3 separate regions of the Pan troglodytes genome follow, and regions 2 and 3 are each linked to region 1. A link is a contact called in public Hi-C and HiChIP or PLAC-seq data. All regions are on one chromosome and are shown on one strand. Each heading gives the region's core, a stretch centred on a gene start, on an enhancer-like site or on the middle of the called end of the contact. The rest is flanking DNA. Distances are from core to core; before and after follow the strand shown. Region 1 holds the start of MFGE8 (milk fat globule EGF and factor V/VIII domain containing). Region 2 overlaps ABHD2 (abhydrolase domain containing 2, acylglycerol lipase). Region 3 holds the start of FANCI (FA complementation group I).

Evidence for each region. Hi-C and Micro-C count contacts between places; a contact is called where the count stands out from the background. HiChIP or PLAC-seq counts read pairs in DNA pulled down with a chosen protein or histone mark.
Region 2: a contact with region 1 is called in a Hi-C map of a lymphoblastoid cell line, with 3 times the contacts expected there. The contact joins the enhancer-like site here to the promoter of MFGE8 in region 1. A contact is called at or near these places in 3 of 7 Hi-C or Micro-C datasets (induced pluripotent stem cells, a lymphoblastoid cell line and stem cell-derived neural progenitor cells), 1 of 1 datasets of contacts at active chromatin or transcription factors (stem cell-derived excitatory neurons) and 1 of 1 other capture datasets (stem cell-derived neural stem cells).
Region 3: a contact with region 1 is called in an H3K4me3 HiChIP or PLAC-seq map of stem cell-derived excitatory neurons, with 2.8 times the contacts expected there. The contact joins the promoter of FANCI here to the promoter of MFGE8 in region 1. A contact is called at or near these places in 1 of 7 Hi-C or Micro-C datasets (stem cell-derived neural progenitor cells) and 1 of 1 datasets of contacts at active chromatin or transcription factors (stem cell-derived excitatory neurons).

What each region holds. Positions count from the first base shown.
Region 1 is chr16:80,707,295-80,710,497 of NHGRI_mPanTro3-v2.0_pri, reverse strand. MFGE8 (milk fat globule EGF and factor V/VIII domain containing) reads left to right here and starts at 1,534. Exons shown (of 8, transcript XM_001165898.8): 1 at 1,534-1,756. The coding sequence starts at 1,684.
Region 2 is chr16:80,964,898-80,967,851 of NHGRI_mPanTro3-v2.0_pri, reverse strand. The region is part of intron 6 of ABHD2 (abhydrolase domain containing 2, acylglycerol lipase); the gene reads right to left. Among named protein-coding and RNA genes, the nearest start is that of RLBP1, 72 kb to the left of the region's middle. Within about 2 kb of position 1,256, at least 2 of the 24 cell types and tissues checked have an H3K27ac peak or open chromatin away from gene starts, as enhancers often do. A contact at or near this core is called in a lymphoblastoid cell line, where this site is marked.
Region 3 is chr16:81,041,510-81,044,541 of NHGRI_mPanTro3-v2.0_pri, reverse strand. FANCI (FA complementation group I) reads right to left here and starts at 1,754. Exons shown (of 38, transcript XM_510581.9): 1 at 1,614-1,754.

The DNA.
Region 1 (3,203 bases), core at 285-2,784:
CCCAACTTAGGTCTCAACACAGCTAGGAGGGGAGATGTGTGACTGTTCTATTTTGTTTGTTGGCTAGTCTGACTTAAACACTTATTACTATTACTATTGTTATTATTTTTTGAGACAGTCTCGCTCTGTTGCCCAGGCTGGAGTGCAGTGGTGCAATCGTGGCTCACTGCAGCCTCGACCTCTTGGGATCAAGCGATCTTCCTACCTCAGCCTCCTGAGTAGCTGGGACTACAGGCATGCGCCTGGAATACTTTTGTATTTCTTTTTTTGTAGAAACAGGGTTTTGCCATGTTGCCCAGGAAGGTCTCGAACTCTTGAGCTTAAGTGATCCGCCTACCTCGGCCTCCCCAAGAGCTGGCATTACAGGCTTGAGTCACCGCTCCCGGCCTGAAGCATTATTATTATTATTATTATTATTATTAGAGACGGAGTCTCACTCTGTCACCCAGGCTGGAGTGCAGTGGCATGATCTCGGCTCACTGGGACCTCTGCCGCCTGGGTTCAAGCAATTCTCCTGCCTCAGCCTCCCGAGTAGCTGGGATTACAGGCACCTGCCACTGCGCCCGGCTAATTTTTGTATTTTTAGTAGAGACGGGGTTTCACCATCTTGACCAGGCTGGTCTTGAACTCCGACCTCAGGTGTTCCACGTGCCTCGGCCTCCCAAAGTGCTGGGATTACAGGTGTGAGCCAACGCACCCAGCCAAAACACTATTATTAAAATCACTTATTTGTAAACAGGTAATATTTGCACATGATAAGTACAAATCATTTAGTAAAAAGTCAACGGTGACAGGATTGCTTTGTTTTATTCCCTTTCGGCAAACAGGTGCCCATTTCCTCGCATTTTGTCTATGGTGCTTTTCTTGCAACAAAGGCAGAGATGAATAGCTGCTACAGAGACTCAGGGCCTACATATCAGAGAACATTTTCTATTAGGTCCTTTACAGAAATCTTTGCTGATTTTTTTTTTTTTTTTTTTTTTTTTTTTTTTTTTTTTTTTTTTTTTTTAGTATTTTACCATTTCAGACAATGTTGCTATGCTATCTTTGTATATCTGTCATTTTGCACATGGGAGTTTCTGTAGAATGAATCTCTCTATGTGGAAATGCTAGGTCTTAAGGTGTCAGCATTTGTCGTTTTGATAGGTGTTTCCAAATAGCCCTCTAGGGAAGTTGAACTAATTTATACTGTCTTCAGCGAAACATGCTTGGACCTGTTCCCCACAGCCTCCACTAACCTTGTTAACATCTTGATACTTGCCGATCCGAGAAGGGAAACACGATGCTCATTGTAGTTTTAATTTGCATCTATCTGATTATGAATAAAGAGTTAGCATCTTTTCAAGTCTAAAAATCTTAAAAACAAAACTCCTGAACTTTTCCCGCCCAACAGACTCAAGACTCGTGACCGGGCCGTTGGCACGACGCGGGACGCCGGTGTGGCAGTGGCGGAAGAGGCAGATATCGCGGACCACCCCCGCGCCCCCCAATTCCTTTCAACCAATTCCCTCGCAGCCGCGGAGCCCCGCCCCCAGTCCGCCTCTGGCCAGCTTGGGCGGAGCGCACGGCCAGTGGGAGGTGCTGAGCCGCCTGATTTATTCCGGTCCCGGAGGAGAAGGCGCCAGAACCCCGCGGGGTCTGAGCAGCCCGGCGTGCCCATTCCAGCGCCCCCGTCCCCGCAGCATGCCGCGCCCCCGCCTGCTGGCCGCGCTGTGCGGCGCGCTGCTCTGCGCCCCCAGCCTCCTCGTCGCCCTGGGTGAGTGGATCGCGCCTCTGCCCCTCGCCCCTCCTCCCCGCGCCGCTCGGAAGTTTGCCCGGCGCCCGCCCTCCACCTCCACTGTTGACAAACTTAGACAAAGCCCCGGGGACCGGGCCGGGCAGAGGGGCGGCTTCTTCCGCTGCGCCCTGGCGGGACAGGGGGATGCGGCCCTGCTGTCTCTGCGCTGGGGCTTTTGGGCTGGGACTCGGGACATCGGGTGACAGCCCTGCCGCCCCCAGGGATGCGGCTTACAGATAATGACAAAGGAATCCGCTGTGTCGGGCCTCTCTTTTCCCTGGTGAAAAATGAGGCCAGGGAACTGCGTTTGACTTTCGAACCCCTTCCACCTGGGAGATTCTAGGACTCTAGTATGGATAAGTCTTGTCTGGATAACTTTGTCCTGGCCATCTCCCTGCCAACTCCAGTTGGCTGGACAGTTCATTGGATTTTTGCGCTCCCAATTGTCCGTGCCTGGTCACATAAGGGAAGGGCTGGGGAGTCGGTGCAATGGACGCAGGCCGTAAGCGGGGCCCGGGAGGGGACCCAGAGGCTTCGAGGAACTTGGAAGAGGGCTGCCTGCTGATGGGAGTCTCCTGACTCCCTCCCTCCCGCGGCCTTGGCCGGCTGCTGTATCTTCCCTGGTCCTCCTCCGCCTCCCAGGAGGCCTCCGGCGGCCAGCTGGGCCCCTTGCAGGCTGGACTTGCGGATGCCCCGTGCCATTCACCGTGGAGCGCTGGGAGGGGGTCAGGGCCAGGACTCTTTAGGCGGCCCCTCCATCATTTTCTCATAGAAATGGGATTGACTGAAGCAAGGTAGGTAACAGCTGAGCCCCAGCCCTATGTCCTGTGATCTGCCTGACCCTCGGGGCTAGAGCTTCCAGAGTGCTCCAAGCTCCCAGGAACTTGGGAGCTCCTGGCCCTCCCCGGCCACCATGAAAGACAGCTGGATCTTCATAGCCCCTTTCTACTCTTCCCTGTACCCCCCAACCTGAACTCTGGCCAAATGTTACTGGAAAGTCCCCGAAAGAGCAGGACTCTGAAGTCCCAAAGATGTTTTTATACAGGGTGATCTGGCCTTTTCCAGAAGGAGGAAACACCATACCTATCTTCCACACAGGTAACGTGGCTGGGTAGAGTACACCTTTCACTTTCCCGTTTTCCCACTGGACCGTTTTGCCCTGGAGCAGTGTAGGGAGAGGGCCGGTGCAGTTGGGAGGGAAGAGTCCATTCCCAACCCAAGCCTCTGTCTGTGTCAATGCTCGCCCCTGCCTGCCAGGTCAGAGGAAGGATTACCTGCTATTTAAAGCCAATGACTAATAGCTCCTTGGGAGCCACTTTAAGCTCCGGAGGCCCGTGGAGGGGGAGCTCTGAGGGCAGATCGCTCATTAATGGTGTTGTTGCCTTCCCTGGAGTGGGATGAAGGGGCTTTGAGATTTCAGGAGGAC
Region 2 (2,954 bases), core at 7-2,506, 260 kb before region 1:
TATTTTTATTCTTATTTTTTTGAGACGGTCTCGCTCTGTCTCCCTAGGCTGGAGTACAGTGGCATGATCATGGCTCACTGCAGCCTTGACCTCCCCAAGCTCAAGACGTCCTTCCACCTTAGCTTCTTGAGTAGCTGGGACTATAGGCACATGCCACCAAACCCAGCTAATTTCTGATTTTTTGTAGAGATGGGGGAACTTGCCTGGGAGGTTCCACTATGTTGCCCAGGCTGGTCTCGAACTTCTGAGCTCAAGAGATCTGCCCACCTTGGCTTCCTTTCCCAAAGTGCTGAGATTACAGGTGTGAGCCACTGCACCCAGCTTTGATTCCTTTTAGACCCATCTATCATTACTCAGGTTTGAGACTAATTATTTGAGACCTAGAGCAGATGTTCAGATGTCATTGGGACAGTTACAAAACTCAGATTTGCTACACTACTGAGGAGCAATTACAGCTAATTGTGTAGGCACTTTGGGAGCCTCAATTTAATTAAATCCAAACACATCTGATCTGGATAAAGGGCCAACCCTGCCTGATGTCAGACAGACTGCTGGATGTTCTGTGAAGAGATGCCACCTCTCCCATGCAAGGGAAGGGCAAAGACATGGTGCCCAGCTCCAGGATCAGCCTTCTGGAAGGTCCTCCTGGGACCTCCCCTGATGTCAGTTACCAAACACCTTTAGTGCCTGGGCCTCTCCCTGGCCTGTTATTACTAACAGCTACGTTAATCTGTTTTTAAATGAGGCTCTATGTATTTAATTCTTATGGGATTAGCACTAGGTAACTATATAATCTTGCTGCCGCTTTTTAAAGTAAGATGAAATCTGAAACACTAGCTGGGCCTTAGACAGATGAGTATTGCACGGCCATTTTGGAAAGGCAACTTGCTGGGAACAGGAAAGACCCCTCACCTTTTTCTCAAGCCCCTACACCTAAAGAAGGACAAGGCAAAGGCTGCCTGAATGCTATTATTTCAACAGCCACTTCCCCAAATGACACTAGCATGACTAAATAGGCTAAAATACAGGGACCTGAGACTTGGTGTTACCTTGTGGATGGAGACTCTGAGTCATCTCTGTATGTTCCATGCCAGGCCCATGCCTGGCATCTGTGGATATGCCACAAAATGTCAGGTGGATAAGAAGGAAGTTTGAATCGTCTGGAATGAAGGCACACAGTACTCGCCAGCATGAGTAAGCAGGGGACATGAAAGAGGTACTTGAATATCTTTCCCACTAAGTTTAGCCTAAGAGAAAAATACAGTTAAGCTAACATGGCTCGCTGACAGGTGGGCGGTTAGGGGCCTAGCAGCCCCTGTCACTTCCATAGTAAAAGTATGTGAGTCATTTCTTAAAGTCAAGGGGAAACTATCGTAAAGCTGAGTCATCCAGGAATACAATAGCTGTAGAAATAAAGTTAAGGCCCCTTTGTGCTATCAAATTAGTTGGCCTTGCCCTTATCTCTGAAATAAGGATTTTAAAAAATGAGTGTTTTCAGCCTTGTTTCCCCAGGTATAGGATGCCTAAAACTGCCCTCTTATGGCTAAAGGTTTAAGTATTCAGATATCATCCTGAAAGTGCAGAACTCACCACTCTTGGCCACTGTTCTGCTTTGGATATGACTCCCTGACACACTTCCTGAAGCTCCTGGCCCCTGGCTCTCAGCAGACGATCTTGCCAGGTGTTTTACTACGATGTCTGAGTTCTGCAAACTCACTACCTTCACTTTCACATTCTCTCTCTCCCTTCACCCACCTCTTCCTCCTCCCTTCCCATTGTACCCTTCTGCCATTATGAAACTCAACTGTTTAATGCAGAGGCAACACAATTCATAACTATGAATACAATTCAAAATTGAGTCTACACCAATGAAAATGGTAGATATGAGAAGCTTATCGAAACACCTATGTTTATGATCTAATAGAAGATTGTAAGATATTAAGCAGTAAAAACAAAATAGAAGTTCCTTAAAAATCACTGCCTGAAGCTCTTACAGTGAGATGTCTTGGATCATGGGTGATCTCTACGCATGCTAAAGGTAGGTAACCCTACATCCTAGTCTCTCCAAGAGGGTCCTGGAATGTATTGTTCTGATGCAGTTATTAATAAAGTTATGAATTATTATAACATTATTAATAAAGTCCCTTTTTACTCACAAAAGTGTCTCAATTGGAATGTGTAATTAGATGGAGGGAGATGGGGTCTCCCTCCTTTCTAAGACTGAAGTCCCGTCCTCTAAGCAAGACCAAGTTTTCTGACCTTACCTTAAGGTTCCAAAAGATTGTTTGTATATATGTTTGTTTGTTTTAAGAGATAGGGTCTCACTCTGTAGCTCACGCTGTGCAGTGGCATGATCACAGCTCAGTGTAGCCTTGAACTCCTGGGCACAGCTTCTAGAGTAGCCGGGACTACAGACATGAGCCACCATGCCCAGCTAATTTATTTTTATTTTTTGTAGAAATGAGGTCTCACTGTGATTAAAGGTGTGAGCCACTGTACCCAGCCCAAGAGATAATTTTTGTTTTGTTTTTGAGACAGGGTCTCACTCTGTCACCCAGGCTGGAGTGCAGTGGCATGATCACGGTTCACTGCAGCCTTAATCCAAAAGATAGTTTAAAAAACAAAAAAGTTCCTGTATTAAACCCAGTTGGACATTAAAGATTTCCTCCTCCCAGCAAGAGAATTCAATGCTGTGATTTCACGTACTTCCTCACAGCTTGATGTCTAATGCCAGAGAGTCAAGAGTTTAGAAATAAGGGAAGGGCCCACTTCTTCCCTGTTTAAACTCACAGGAAAAAGCAATTTAAATATTCGAGGCCATTTTCAATGCCAAATGCCCCAGCTTGGTGTTTTGGTGGGAGATGGGTACTAAGTTCTTAGAAGGCTCATGATCCTAAGGGACTCGTTACCTTTGGGGAGCCAGAGCCAGGTTATTTTTATTCCTTTCACTTGAC
Region 3 (3,032 bases), core at 505-3,004, 330 kb before region 1:
AATTGCTTCCACTCCTTCAAATCTCCAAGTTCTTTCTGCCACAGGCCCTTCCACATGTTTCCATCTGGAACTTAAATAAATATTCCTGCTTCCATCCACTGCCCCCCAATCTTTTATTACTAATTCCTACAAATCCTTCAGATCTCAGCTCAATCCACATCTCCTCAAAAGCTCAGTCTAGGCCAGGCGCAGTAGCTCACGCCTGTAATCTCAGCACTTTGGGAGGCCAAGGCGGGCGGATCACGAGGTCAAGAGATCCAGACCTTCCTGGCCAACATGGTGAAACCCCGTCTCTACTAAAAATACAAAAAAAAAAAAAAAAAAAAAAAAATAGCTGGGCGTGACGGCACGCACCTGTAGTCCCAGCTACTTGGGAGGCTGAGGCAGGAGAATCACTTGAACTCAGGAGGCGGAGGTTGCAGTGAGCCGAGATCGCGCCACTGCACTCCAGCCTGGCAACAGAGGGAGACTCTGTCTCAAAAAAAAAAAAGAAAAGCTCAGTCTAGGTTAAACGTTCCCCTAGTACATCCTCTCATGGCACCAGTAAACTCTCTTACATACTGTCACTAATTTTTAATATTACATGTGTAATTATCAGATTAACAAATGTTATCTCCCACTAGACTATAAGTCCCGTAAGGACACGGGCCGTAGCTGGTTTTGTTTATCATTGTATCTCCAGCACTTAGCACAGTAACTAGCTCAAACTAGGTAACAAATATTTGTTGAACAAATTATTGAACCCCTATAATAGGGAAAACACCGAACCCAGCACTTTACATTCATTAACATGACGCCCACAACACCACCTACTAGGTAGGTGTAATATTAGCCCCATTTTGGATGAACAACTTTTGGGATTCAGAGATTAGGGAATTTCCCCCAAGATTAGAAGGCTACCAAGTGGCAGAGAGAGAAGTGAAACCCGAGTCTGTCCAGCTCCAGACTCCAAGATCCCATGCTTTGAACTACCGGATGCAAACAGGACACACCAACCTAAAAAGGTGTCCAGCCAGAAGGGGCAGGCGGCTTCGGAGGGGAATACGTTTAAATCAACCTAGGCACATTTGCTAAAATCATCCTAAAACCAGAGGTAAGACCAGAGGCGGGTGGCTGTGAATTCCCTGAACGCGAAGTAGATTCCTTGCCAAGAGACGCTGGGGAGCATCAGAGATCTGAAGCCGAGATCCGAGAATGGCAGAGCCCCGCCGGCGGGAAACGCCGCGGCCTTCCCTTCCGGGTTCTTCAGTTAACAAGCCGTGAGCGCAAATACAAAAACTATAACACGAAGCAGCTGGTGATGGAGACCGCGACCGGACAACAAATGCAAAGCAAGGTTAAGGGAAATTTCTCAGAAGTAAGAGCTGACTCTCGGCCAAGGGGGAAGAATTTAACAGAAGGGGCTCCGACCGAGGCACTCCCCTAGGAGGGAACTGCGAAAGCTGAGGCAGGCGGCGGGAGACAGCGGAGCGCGTTTTCCACGCCAGAGAAAATACCAGAACGCCAAGTCAGGACAGGAGCCTCCTTTCCCCCACAGAACCGCTCCCTCCCAGGGGCCCAGTCCGACAGCCCGAGCAACTCGCGAGCCGCTCTGCACTCACCTCGGGCCTCACCTTCGCCACAAACTTCCAAAAAGCCCGCTCAACCCAAGGCCGCCACACTTCCGTTACCCGTAACAACAAGATCCGCCCCCACGGCTCACTTCCGCCGTCCGGGTGCCTGCGGGCAGGGTGTACCATGAAGACTGAAGGGGTGCCGGGAAGCGTGCGGGAGCGTCCCAGCTCACAGTCGGAGGGGGGCGCTGCCTGTCCGAACTCGCGCTCGGGACCGCCGATGAGCACGCGCGGTGGGACCTGAGCGTGCCCAGCGCGGTGTCCCGACAGGTTCAGCTTCCCTCGTGTCCTGTTGAGGGAGTAGTCAGTGCGGGAGGGGACTCACAATTGGTGGCCCCGCAGGTCTTGGCACTGGAAAAGCCTGGAAGGCAGAGGCGGATTTCATACTCCACCTTGTGCCAAGGGACGGTAACCCCTCAGATGTAAGCCCCCTGTGGCTAGGGGTCTTAATGGACTTTTGGGAGTTGTGGTTTTTGCTTGTTCTCTGTTTTGTTTTGTTTTGCGCTCCCCTTGCGTAACCCCAGCGTTTATTGCATAGCCTGGCAAAAGCAGCGAATATTTGTTAAATGAACAACTGACAGTGGGGCGAACACCGACAGAGGGTGGGCCGAGATTCTATTTTGGGTTGAGGGAGCACCTTGCGCAAAGGGTCTGAGAGCAACGAGCAAGCAACAGAGCCCCTGGCCAGTTCAGAAGGCGAAGGTGCTCGGTGGGAGTGGGAAGACAGGGGTTTCTAACTCCTTTTCATATTGGGGACAGTGGGGAACCGCTGAAGGGGAAGGACATGACTGTGTTCGCATTGTAGACTGCTGTCTCGGGCAGGTGAGTACCGCAGAAACTGTTCAAAAGAGATGAGCCAGGTGGGGCGGACCGAAGGCAGGACCCCCCTTAGAAGACTGTAAGTTGTCCCAAAGATAGGTGGTGGTGGCCCAACCTTGGCAATGGGGACAGAAAGGAGTGGACTGCATGTGAAAGAGATTAGGAGGTAGAGATTTAGGAAGCCCAAATATCCGGATTTGAGGGGGTGTGGGCGTTGTTGAGGAATGTTCAGGCTTGAGCGACTGGGGTTGGGGGGCGGGGAGTTAATCCTGCAGTTGACTAACACAGGGAGCACAGGAAAAGGATGATGGGGTGATGATGAGCCCTTCAGAGTTGGACTCACCAAATTTGAGGTGCCTGTGGGATGGCAAGTGAAGGAATGCTAAGATCAGGGAGCATTCAGTCTGGAACCTGACTCGACTCCCAGCCCTCGGGGGTAGAACGGGTCTACATGGCCAGTTATTGAAGAAACAGAGCTATTGGAGGAGAATGGTTCCTCTCAGCTGTCTAGACCTGCTCCTTGCTTGTGACCCTTCAGCATTTTTTTCCTTCTACATTTCTGTCCCAATACAGAGCCGCGATGTTTAACTAAAACACGGC